Regions from separate parts of the Mus musculus genome. Here region 2 is linked to region 1. Evidence: chromatin contacts called from public promoter capture Hi-C data. All regions are on one chromosome and are shown on one strand. Each heading gives the region's core, a stretch centred on a gene start, on an enhancer-like site or on the middle of the called end of the contact. The rest is flanking DNA. Distances are from core to core; before and after follow the strand shown. Region 1 overlaps Aplp2 (amyloid beta (A4) precursor-like protein 2). Region 2 has its middle 7.8 kb from the start of Gm7244.

Region 1 (4,624 bases), core at 437-2,936:
ATCAGTCAGTCCTTCAGTGATGCTGAGCTAGCATGGTTTGCACTTTTCCACTCAGCTTATATGCAAATAGTGTGCATTTGAACTAGTTTCCTCAAACCGAGACCCAAAGATTGCCATAAGAGAGATAGGAGCCTGTTCCTTAAAAATGGGCAACACCTTTGTGGAAATGTCTCCATGAGGCCTAATTTCAATCCTGGTTTACATTACATACCATTAGGAATACACATGGTGGCCTTATTTTAGGTTTTCAGGTTTCAAGTTCTGAAGGGAAGACTGTAGAAGCAGGTTTTTTGTTTGTTTGTTTGTTTGTTTGTCCTGCAATTAATTATAGGTAAATGCCTTATGAGTCCTGAAGATGCTAGGGCTTTGGTCTGCCTATAAATTACTGTACTAGCATGGACTAATGTGTTTAGTGAATATTATGCAAAGATTGTTCACTGCAATCTAACAATGGGGCGCTCTGTACTTTTCTTGCAAAGCCCCAAGACAAGTTGATCCATCTTGTGGGTCCTGTGCTTGCCTATTTACCTGACTGCCAGAGAGAATTCCCTCTGTGACTTTATTTCAGTTCCCCCGACTCCCCTGCCAACCAATGATGTTGATGTGTATTTTGAGACCTCAGCGGATGATAATGAGCACGCCCGCTTCCAGAAGGCTAAGGAACAGCTGGAAATTCGACATCGAAACCGAATGGACAGGGTAAACATTACCATTCATACCGTTTGTATTGGTTTGGTTTGTAGTGCTAGGGAGTAGATTTAGAACCTGGCGCACACTAGGCACGTGCTCTGTAAGGCAGGGTTTATGACTGAAGAGAGGGACACTGCTGGCTAAAATGCCACATGGTTCTGGAGAGCTACCTCCTAGGTAGATGAAGCTCTTTTCTTCAGCTGCTGCCTCTCATGTGATAACCTTACTTTCAGTGGCATTGCAGATACTTCTGAACACTTTTTGGGCACTTGTTACTCTGTTTAAAGTCAGCTTTAAATTTGTATTTTCAAAAATCCATTTTTTTTATCACTGTTAAAATTGAAGACTTGGTTTATAAAACTGTAAAAGTAAATTAGATGAAGTAAAACAGTTATTAATACTTTCTAATTGCAGAGGCAAGAGTCTTAAGTCTCGGGGAAGTAAGTTTCTTTACTTGGAAGTATTCTAAAAGTAGGGAGATTTCCTAGTTCATCCTCCAGGATCATGTTTAACCTAATCCAGGCTGGCCTTGCCTGGGGCTTAGGATGTAGCTTCCTTCTAAGAGTATTTGCTTAGCATGCATAGAGCCCTGGACTGGACCCAAGCACCACATACACCAGGCTAGAGGGACACAGCTCTTATCCTGCACTATGACAGGCAGCAGGAAGATAAAGCTTGAAGGTCATCCTTGGCTACACTGCGAGCTTGAGGCTGGGTGGGCTCCATAGGACTGTCTCAGAACAGCAGTAGTAATGGGGATTGCTTGCTGGACTTGGGCTCCACCCTTATAGCTTCCACACTGGACTTATTCTTAGGGAGGTGCTCATTATTTTATTTCCACATGATTTCTGATAGAAACAGGCATTACTCTTTAGTTTTTAAGTGAAGGGAGAATAAGCATAAAGAATAACTTGCCTAAGGTATATAACAAGAGGATCCTGGTATCAAGGGGATCTGGGCATGACTGAGGCTGGCAACTTCTGAGTAACAATCTGGACTCAGGGATCAGATGATAGAGTTTCCTTTTGCACAGTTTCCGGCATGGATTCAGCACCCAGCAGTATTTTTAGAAAATGGGGAAGTTATTTCAGAGGATTATTTTCTGAAGAGTGTTTTTGATGTTGGTTCTAGGTAAAGAAGGAATGGGAAGAGGCAGAACTTCAAGCCAAGAACCTCCCCAAGACAGAAAGACAGACCCTCATCCAGGTAGGATGCTCCTTCAGGGACAAAGGGTCCGTTTTCCAGCCTGGCCTGTTGAAGATACAGAGTTGAGCTCCCTGGGACTTTGAATGTAACACCTCCTTCTAGTCAGGGACTTAAATTACAAGGAAGTTGTCTCTCTCCTCCCCTTCCCCTTCCTTTCTCCTTTCCTCCCCATTTCAATTTCACCACGAGTATTTTTTACTTGTGGTAGAAAGAAACCAAACCCTCTCCCAGAGCACACCTAACTTGTACAGGAAGTAACCTTGGCTTAGCTATTGGTTAATTCTGCTTTCTTGGCAAAAGCCCCTGTCATCTTGTTCATGGACTGTGGCTTGTTTTTCAACACTACTGGATTAAAAAGAAACTGGCAGATTGACAAAGTAAAAGGCAGAAAACAAAGATCTTTAATACAAGTTTATTCCTTGCTTTGTAAAAAAAAATGTAATCTTAAAATCATAGCAACTGATTGTACACCCTTCTGTAGAAGGGAGGGGCTAGCAATATAAATAGCAATTTATAAGACTGATTCAGGTTTAAAAATGCATCATGTTACTGCTTTAACTTATGAGTGGGGGCAGTTTTGGGAATTGAACAAATTTCTGGTCTAAGCATACGTTTTAAAGTAGGTATATATCAGGTTAGCTCTCTCTCCGAGTATCCTGGAGGACCTTGGTGTGTTTTAATTAGTCACTCAAAATCTCAGAGCTATAATTCTTTTCTTTTCTTTTTTTTTTAAAGATTTATTTTATGTATATGAGTATACTGTAGCTGTCTTCAGACACACCAGAAGAGGGCATCGGATCCCATTACAGATGGTTGTGAGCCACCATGTGGTTGCTGGGAATTCAACTCAGGACCTCTGGAAGAGCAGTCAGTGCTTTTAACCTCTGAGCCATCTCTCCAGCTGAGCTTTAATTCTTACACAACCAATTTTATCTATATGGATATTTGACTGAGCAACCTTAAGGTGCCAGTAAATGTGGCCAGGCAGCTCACAGATAATGTTCCCTTCACAGCTCTAGTAGGTGCAACTCAGTGTGAGCCAGCATGTCACTGAACTGTGTTTTGTTTTAAAACATGTGCCCTGTTGGTCACTGGCTTCGGGATTTAGAAGTTGGTATTTTTTTAGAACATGGAAATGATGATTGTAGACGTTGAAAAACCAGCTGTTGAAATTGCAAACTTAGTAATGTCAGCTATAGAAACACGAGAGTCTCTCTAACACAGAAATTTAATTTGTTTTTTTATGAATGGAGGCATCTTAATAGAAATAAGAGATTGTGTACCTAGCCCTTATGTCACTGAATCTGTTACTGTCTTACTGAAGCACAGAGGCACTAGGCAAAGAAAAGCACTGGGCTCCTAGGTGTGAGCTTACTAGACTTCCTACAGATGCCACAGATTACCTGTTGTTCTCTTTCCTCGGCTTAGCATTTCCAAGCTATGGTTAAAGCTTTAGAGAAAGAAGCAGCCAGTGAGAAGCAGCAGCTTGTGGAAACCCATCTGGCCCGAGTAGAAGCCATGCTGAATGACCGCCGACGCATAGCTCTGGAAAATTACCTGGCTGCCCTGCAGTCTGACCCACCTCGGGTGAGTTGGGGTCAGAGCAGAACCATAGACAAGTCATGTTCTTAGTGTTGCCTGCTTAAAGTGTGTACTTGGAAGGCAGAGGCAGGAGAGTCTCAAGCCTGAGGACAGCCTACTAAACAAACAGGAGTTGGGTAAATTAATTCATAGGAGAACTCTTGAGTTAAGTGGTCTCAAGCTTTTTCTACTGCTTAAATCAAAGCTGCCTTGCTTTGAGGGTCCTAGGAAGTATTGGATAGGAAGCTGGTGCAGTGACACGGCATAAAAGCACCTCTTGCACAAACCTGACAGCCAGAGTTCCAACTCCAGAACCCACATACAGTGGGAGAGCACAGAATTCCCCAGACTCCTCCATGCATGCTGTGGGCTGTCCTCCTTGACTATTGTGAATCTTCTGGTCTTGCAGCCACATCGCATTCTTCAAGCTCTTCGTCGTTACGTCCGTGCTGAGAACAAAGATCGCCTGCATACCATTCGTCATTACCAACACGTGTTGGCTGTTGACCCAGAAAAGGCCGCCCAGATGAAATCCCAGGTAAACTAGACAGATTTCCAGCGGGTGCAGAAATATGCTGCTGGCTATGCTTGATGTTAGAAGACACTTCATACATGCGTTGGACTAACCAGTTCCCAAATCAAATTTTTACGTCAGTTCACTTGATTCGGCTTATCGCCTGAATTAGTGTAATTCCCTTTTGTTGATCTTGGTTCACTGCTTGGGACACTTGCCCATTGGTTTTGAGTCCCAGGATTTGATCTCTAGAGCCACAAAACAAAACACTTTATTCCTGTTGTAGCCTTGGAAGTTTTTAGTCAGACAGACACTTTTTGCTGCCTGATTAATATCCCTTACTTAAAATAATCAGGACTGGAAGTGTTTCTGATTGGTAACTTTTTAAAAATGTTTGCTGTGTACATAATAAGATTCTTGGGGGGGTTTCGGAGGCCTCAGGATGGCTTGGACCATGGAGCCTCTGGCAAGGAAGATCTTTAAAGAAGTTTTAGCAGCTGAGCTTGTGGGTGTTGCTGGAGCTTACTTTTTGTTTAAAAAGATGAACTCCAGCCAAGATTTCAGACAAACAATAAGCAAGAAATTAATTTCCCTTCATTTTGGAAGTTTATTACAAATCCATTGAACGGTCTG
Region 2 (4,723 bases), core at 2,034-4,533, 99 kb before region 1:
ACTGGCTGAAAATTAAAACTTGGACCTCCCATGTGCAAGAAAACCATTTGTACATCTGGTCTACCTCCTCAGGTCACCGAACATTATCTTGAATCCCATTACCCATTCTATATTTAAGAATCCATACAATCCGGGAATGATTGGTGGGAACCTCTAATCCCAGCACTCAGGAGGCAGAAGCAGGTGGATTTATGTGAGTTTTAGGTCAATGTGGTGTATATAGAGAGTTTCAGACCAGCCAGAGCTCCACAGCGAGACCCTGTCTCCAAAATTAGAAGAATCCATGGACAAATGATAAACATGGAGGCATGCCAGCTCTAGTGAATACTGCACACTCACAGGTCTTAGGATGGCAGGAAAGCTACTTCATTGTCAAGCCTCCTTAGCTAGAAGCAATACCTCATTAAAGATAAAAACCTTTGTACTGGGAAGGAACCCCACATATGTAGCAAATGCAGTAATCTCCAGCCCAAAGAAAAACTTCCCTGATAATCAGCTATTACACACAGGGAGAATTTTGAATGTCATAGGCATGAAAAGGCTTTTTAGAAAGAAGCCATGAGTAGGACTAGGGATATAACTCAACAGTAGAGTGCTTGTCTAGCATGCTTCTCTCTTACTCGATCATCAGGAACACACACACATATGTACACATACATTAAACACCAGAGACTTTTTTTTTTGGCTTTTAGAGACAGGGTTTCTCTGTGTAGCCCTGGCTGTCCTGGAACTCACTCTGTAGACCAGGCTGGCCTTGAACTCAGAAATCCGCCTGCCTTTGCCTCCCAAGTGCTGGGATTAAAGGCGTGCGCCACCACTGCCACACCAGAGACTTCATAATGAAGACAAACCCTGCATGTGTAAGGAAGGCAAGAAATCACTCACTCAACGCCAAACTGGATCTCCCTTTTAAATTCATACTTGTGGTATGCTCTATAAAACTTGTCTTATTTTGTCTTGGTTTGGGTATGGTAGCTTGGGCCTATAATCCCAGCACTTGGCAAGTATAGGCAGGAACATAGTGAAGGCCTGGGCTAGCAGAAAGCCTGTCTCAAAATGAGCCAAATCAAACCAAAACATAGTAATGAGTGTGGTATGATCATGAGGAAATACTGAGGCAGTGTGACACTAAGCACTCCGTGAATGCACCAACAGGCCTGGTTTAGTTGAGTTGCTTCTTATGCATGCAAGAACCATACTAGCAACTCTAAAGTCCTGGTCTTCCGCGCCTTTAATCCCAGTCCTCCGGAGGAAAAGCCAGGTGGATCTCTGTGAGTTCCAGGAAAACCTGGTTTGTATAAGGCGTTCCAGGACAGCCAGAGCTTCATAGTGAGACCCTGTCTTGAAACGAACAAACCATACATGTAACACATACTATGAGTGTGCAAAAACCTTCTTTTAGGCACTGCTTTGAGTTTGAGTACTGAAAACAAAAGAAAAAACTGATTTTAGTGATCTAGGGACAACTCAGAATATGTACCACATTGGACACAAGTGAACATACACTCACTAAAACCTTACAAATACTTTGGAAAAGTTTCACCAGGAATTCCTATTTTATAACATAATAGAAGTCTTTCTTCCTTCTTTCCTTCCTCCCTCCCTCCCTCCCTCCGCTCCCTCCCTCTCTCCCTCCCTCCCTCCCTCCCTCCCTCCCTCCCTTCCTTCCTTCCTTCCTTCCTTCCTTCCTTCCTCCCTTCCTTTTTCCTTTGAGACATCTCAAGTAGACCAGGCTGACCTCAAAGTTGCTAAGTAGTTGAAGATGACTTTGAACTACTGATCCTCCTGCCTCCACTGTCCAATTGCTAGGATTACAGATATGAGCCACTAACCCTGATTTTTGTATGGTGCTAGGAATCGAACCAGGGTTTTATTCATGTCTAAGCTCTCTACCCCTATGTATTTTTAATAAGGAAAATTTTTTTCAGAAAATAGATACTAGAAAAGAAAAGCTTTCACAACAAACATTATTAATACTATTTGTGGGCATGGGAAAACAGAGTCTTATGAAGCCCAGACTGCCTCATACTTTAAAAATATGTTTATTTAAAATCATATATATGGTGTCCATGTAGGTGTATATGAGAGTGTAGATACTCTTAAAGTCCAAAAGAAGGAGTTCCAAAAGAGGGTGTTGGATCCCCAGGAGCTAGAGTTACAAGTGATCGTGAGCTGCCTGACCTGGGTACTGGGTATCAAACTCTGGTTCTTTCCAAGAATTCTAGATGCTCTTAACTACTGAACCATCTCTTCCTCCCCTACAGCAAAGTTGATGTAGCAAAGGATGACCTTGGACTTCTGATGTTCCTACCTCCACCTCCTGAATGCTAACATTTCAGGGACAGGCCTCCACAACTGCTTTATTAATGCTAAAAATTTAAGATTATTCCACCTAAAGGTCATAAACAAATGATGTATCTGCTGTACTACTGCTCATTATCACGGTGTTTTCCTTTTTAGGAGACTGAAGCATTCCATCTTGCTGGACACTCCTTAAGTGAGAAGATGAGTAACTCAAAATAGCTTCAGGAAGTCCCTGAAACTGACCAGATTCACTAGGCCCCTCCCTATGAGAATAAGCAATACAGACTGAGAGTCCACCTCAGATGCTGAGCTGCACAGAAGACTGAGGCAGCTGAGCAGCCAGGACTCAAGCAAGCTGAGCTTCAAAGAAGATTCTCAGAGGAGAAAACCAGCGAAGACAACTCAGACCAGATCAGCTTCCTGGAAGAGGTTTAGCCTGGAAACCTGAGGCACCTGGAAAGGACACTCTTCAACCTGTGGAGCTGCCTGATGACTGTGCAATGCGCTTCAGGTTTCCCACTGTGTGAGCTGTCACCCATGCTGGAGTGGGCTTTCGTAATATAGCTGTCTTTGAGTTATTTCTGTTCTTGTAACTAACCCCTCATCCATACTTCTGTAGGTAATCCAAATGAACTCAATTGTTCACCAAGTTGGACTTTTTTGGGGGGGTATCTCTACTTTGGACTCTTGTGGGTTCCCTGTCTAGGGTAAGTAGACATAAGAGTTACATTTCCCCTCCCCCTGCCCTGAAAATTTTGTCATACAACACATGGCTGTAGAGTTGTTGCACAATGAAAGAGACAAATCCAAAAAACATAGGATAAGAAGAGAAAAACAAGGTCTTAGGCTGAAAGGAAAAGTATCATTCTGGAGCCTTAAGACCAAGTTCTCAGCAGGGAGGAGATTTGCCCCAGGAGGACAGGGGGCAGGGGATAAAAGACAGAGACGGAGATGGGGGGGGCGGTGAGGGTGGGGAGGGGACAGGGGTGTTTGTCCCAGGAGATAAAGGACTGACTGCCAGGAGAGAAGACAGATGTGGCCCACAGGCAAATGACAGTTTATAAAGGTACAAGAGGAAAACCAGGTTAGGGTGAGGTGTTTAATTTTATTTAGGCATGTTAAATAGGGCAGCCAAAGAGGCCTTTGAATGCTGGACTTCAATACTTTGATAGCTTGACCTTGGTGGTCAGCCTCAGGAGGAGGAAATGGCCAAATAAGGAACTAGGCCCTGGTGGCTAGCTTTAGGAATGTAATCTAAGCGTTTTTTTAGCAAGGCAGAGGGAATTGGGGAGAAGGGCAAGGCCTGCCAGAGTGCTGGCAGCCACGCTCCAGCTGACCAGAGTCCCTTCACCTAGAATGCAAAAGCCACAGATTCCTGTTCTTCAGCCTTGAATCAGGAGCAATGACACAGGCTTGTAGCTCCAGCACTTTGTCAAAAAGAAAAAGAGAATGAGAGAAGGGGGGGGGTGAAGAAGGAAAGAAAGAAAGAAAGAAAGAAAGAAAGAAAGAAAGAAAGAAAGAAAGAAAGAAAGAAAGAAAGAGAGAGAGAAAGAGAGAAAGAGAGAGGGGGGGAGGAAGGAAGGAAGGAAGGAAGGAAGGAAGGAAGAAAGGTCTAAAACCAAAGAAGACAGCCTCAGAGATAAGTGTGTATCAAACCTTGCTTCATTACAGGATTCTATAGACTTCTAAGATCTGGGGTCTCCATCTTAAAGAAGTAGAAAGTGCTGGATGTAGCCAGTGGTGGAGAGCCCTCGCCTAGCACGTATAGGGTTCCAGGTACCATCTCCAAGGGCAACCCCTTCCTATGGGCCCCCTCAGAGAGAGAAAGAGAGAGAGACAGAGAGACAGACAGACAGACAGAGACAGAGAGACAGAGAGAGAGACAGAGACAGAGACAGAGAGGATATGTGGTACATACCTGTAATTTCAGGACTGGAGAGTCTGAGGCAAGAGGCCAGCCTGGGCTACGTAGTCAGACACCAGTTCTTAAAAGAACCTGTACAGAGTATGAGGACGAGACTACAGAGATAGAGCCCTGAGCCCATTCAAATCAGAAAGTCACAGAGAAGAGACCTTCATATAATTAAATTACTTAAAGGCGTACAACTCTACTATGCAGCAGCTCAACTTTATATGAATTTCATGAGAGATCTGGAGAAAGTCTGACATCTTCTTGAATTGATCACCTTGTGATCAATGTATCTCAGCCCCGTACTCTTAAGTATTAACCAGAGAAATGAAGGTCCGAGTACCTTAAAGACTCGCACATGGATGTCCACAATCCTTTTGTTTATAAGCCGCTCAAAACTTGAACACTCCATTAGCAGCTGAAGGAAAAGAAATGTCTTCTGCCTGGGCTCAATATACATATATTTTCCCCAAACAAATGAAAATTAAGAGAATTAGAGAGGGGGCACTG

What was found. Capture Hi-C pulls out chosen DNA fragments and counts their contacts.
Region 2: a promoter capture Hi-C map of adipose tissue shows a contact between it and region 1. The contact joins two enhancer-like sites. A contact is called at or near these places in 13 of 39 promoter capture datasets (the 3T3-L1 cell line, 3T3-L1-derived adipocytes, the C10 cell line and 8 more), 1 of 15 datasets of contacts at CTCF or cohesin (CD8 T cells), 19 of 484 Hi-C or Micro-C datasets (the C2C12 cell line, the G1E-ER4 cell line, the HL-1 cell line and 15 more), 13 of 115 datasets of contacts at active chromatin or transcription factors (bone marrow-derived macrophages, craniofacial prominence, embryonic forebrain and 9 more) and 4 of 9 other capture datasets (adipose tissue, liver, macrophages and 1 more).

What each region holds. Positions count from the first base shown.
Region 1 is chr9:31,160,618-31,165,241 of GRCm38.p6, reverse strand. It overlaps Aplp2 (amyloid beta (A4) precursor-like protein 2), which reads left to right. Exons shown (of 18, transcript NM_001357698.1): 8 at 569-699; 9 at 1,822-1,896; 10 at 3,325-3,483; 11 at 3,887-4,015. It also overlaps the pseudogene Gm46106. Among named protein-coding and RNA genes, the nearest start is that of St14, 31 kb to the right of the region's middle. Within about 2 kb of position 1,686, at least 32 of the 459 cell types and tissues checked have an H3K27ac peak or open chromatin away from gene starts, as enhancers often do. A contact at or near this core is called in adipose tissue and bone marrow-derived macrophages, where this site is marked.
Region 2 is chr9:31,261,256-31,265,978 of GRCm38.p6, reverse strand. It overlaps a transcript of Gm7244 not described here. Among named protein-coding and RNA genes, the nearest start is that of Gm7244, 7.8 kb to the left of the region's middle. Within about 2 kb of position 3,283, at least 40 of the 459 cell types and tissues checked have an H3K27ac peak or open chromatin away from gene starts, as enhancers often do. A contact at or near this core is called in adipose tissue and bone marrow-derived macrophages, where this site is marked.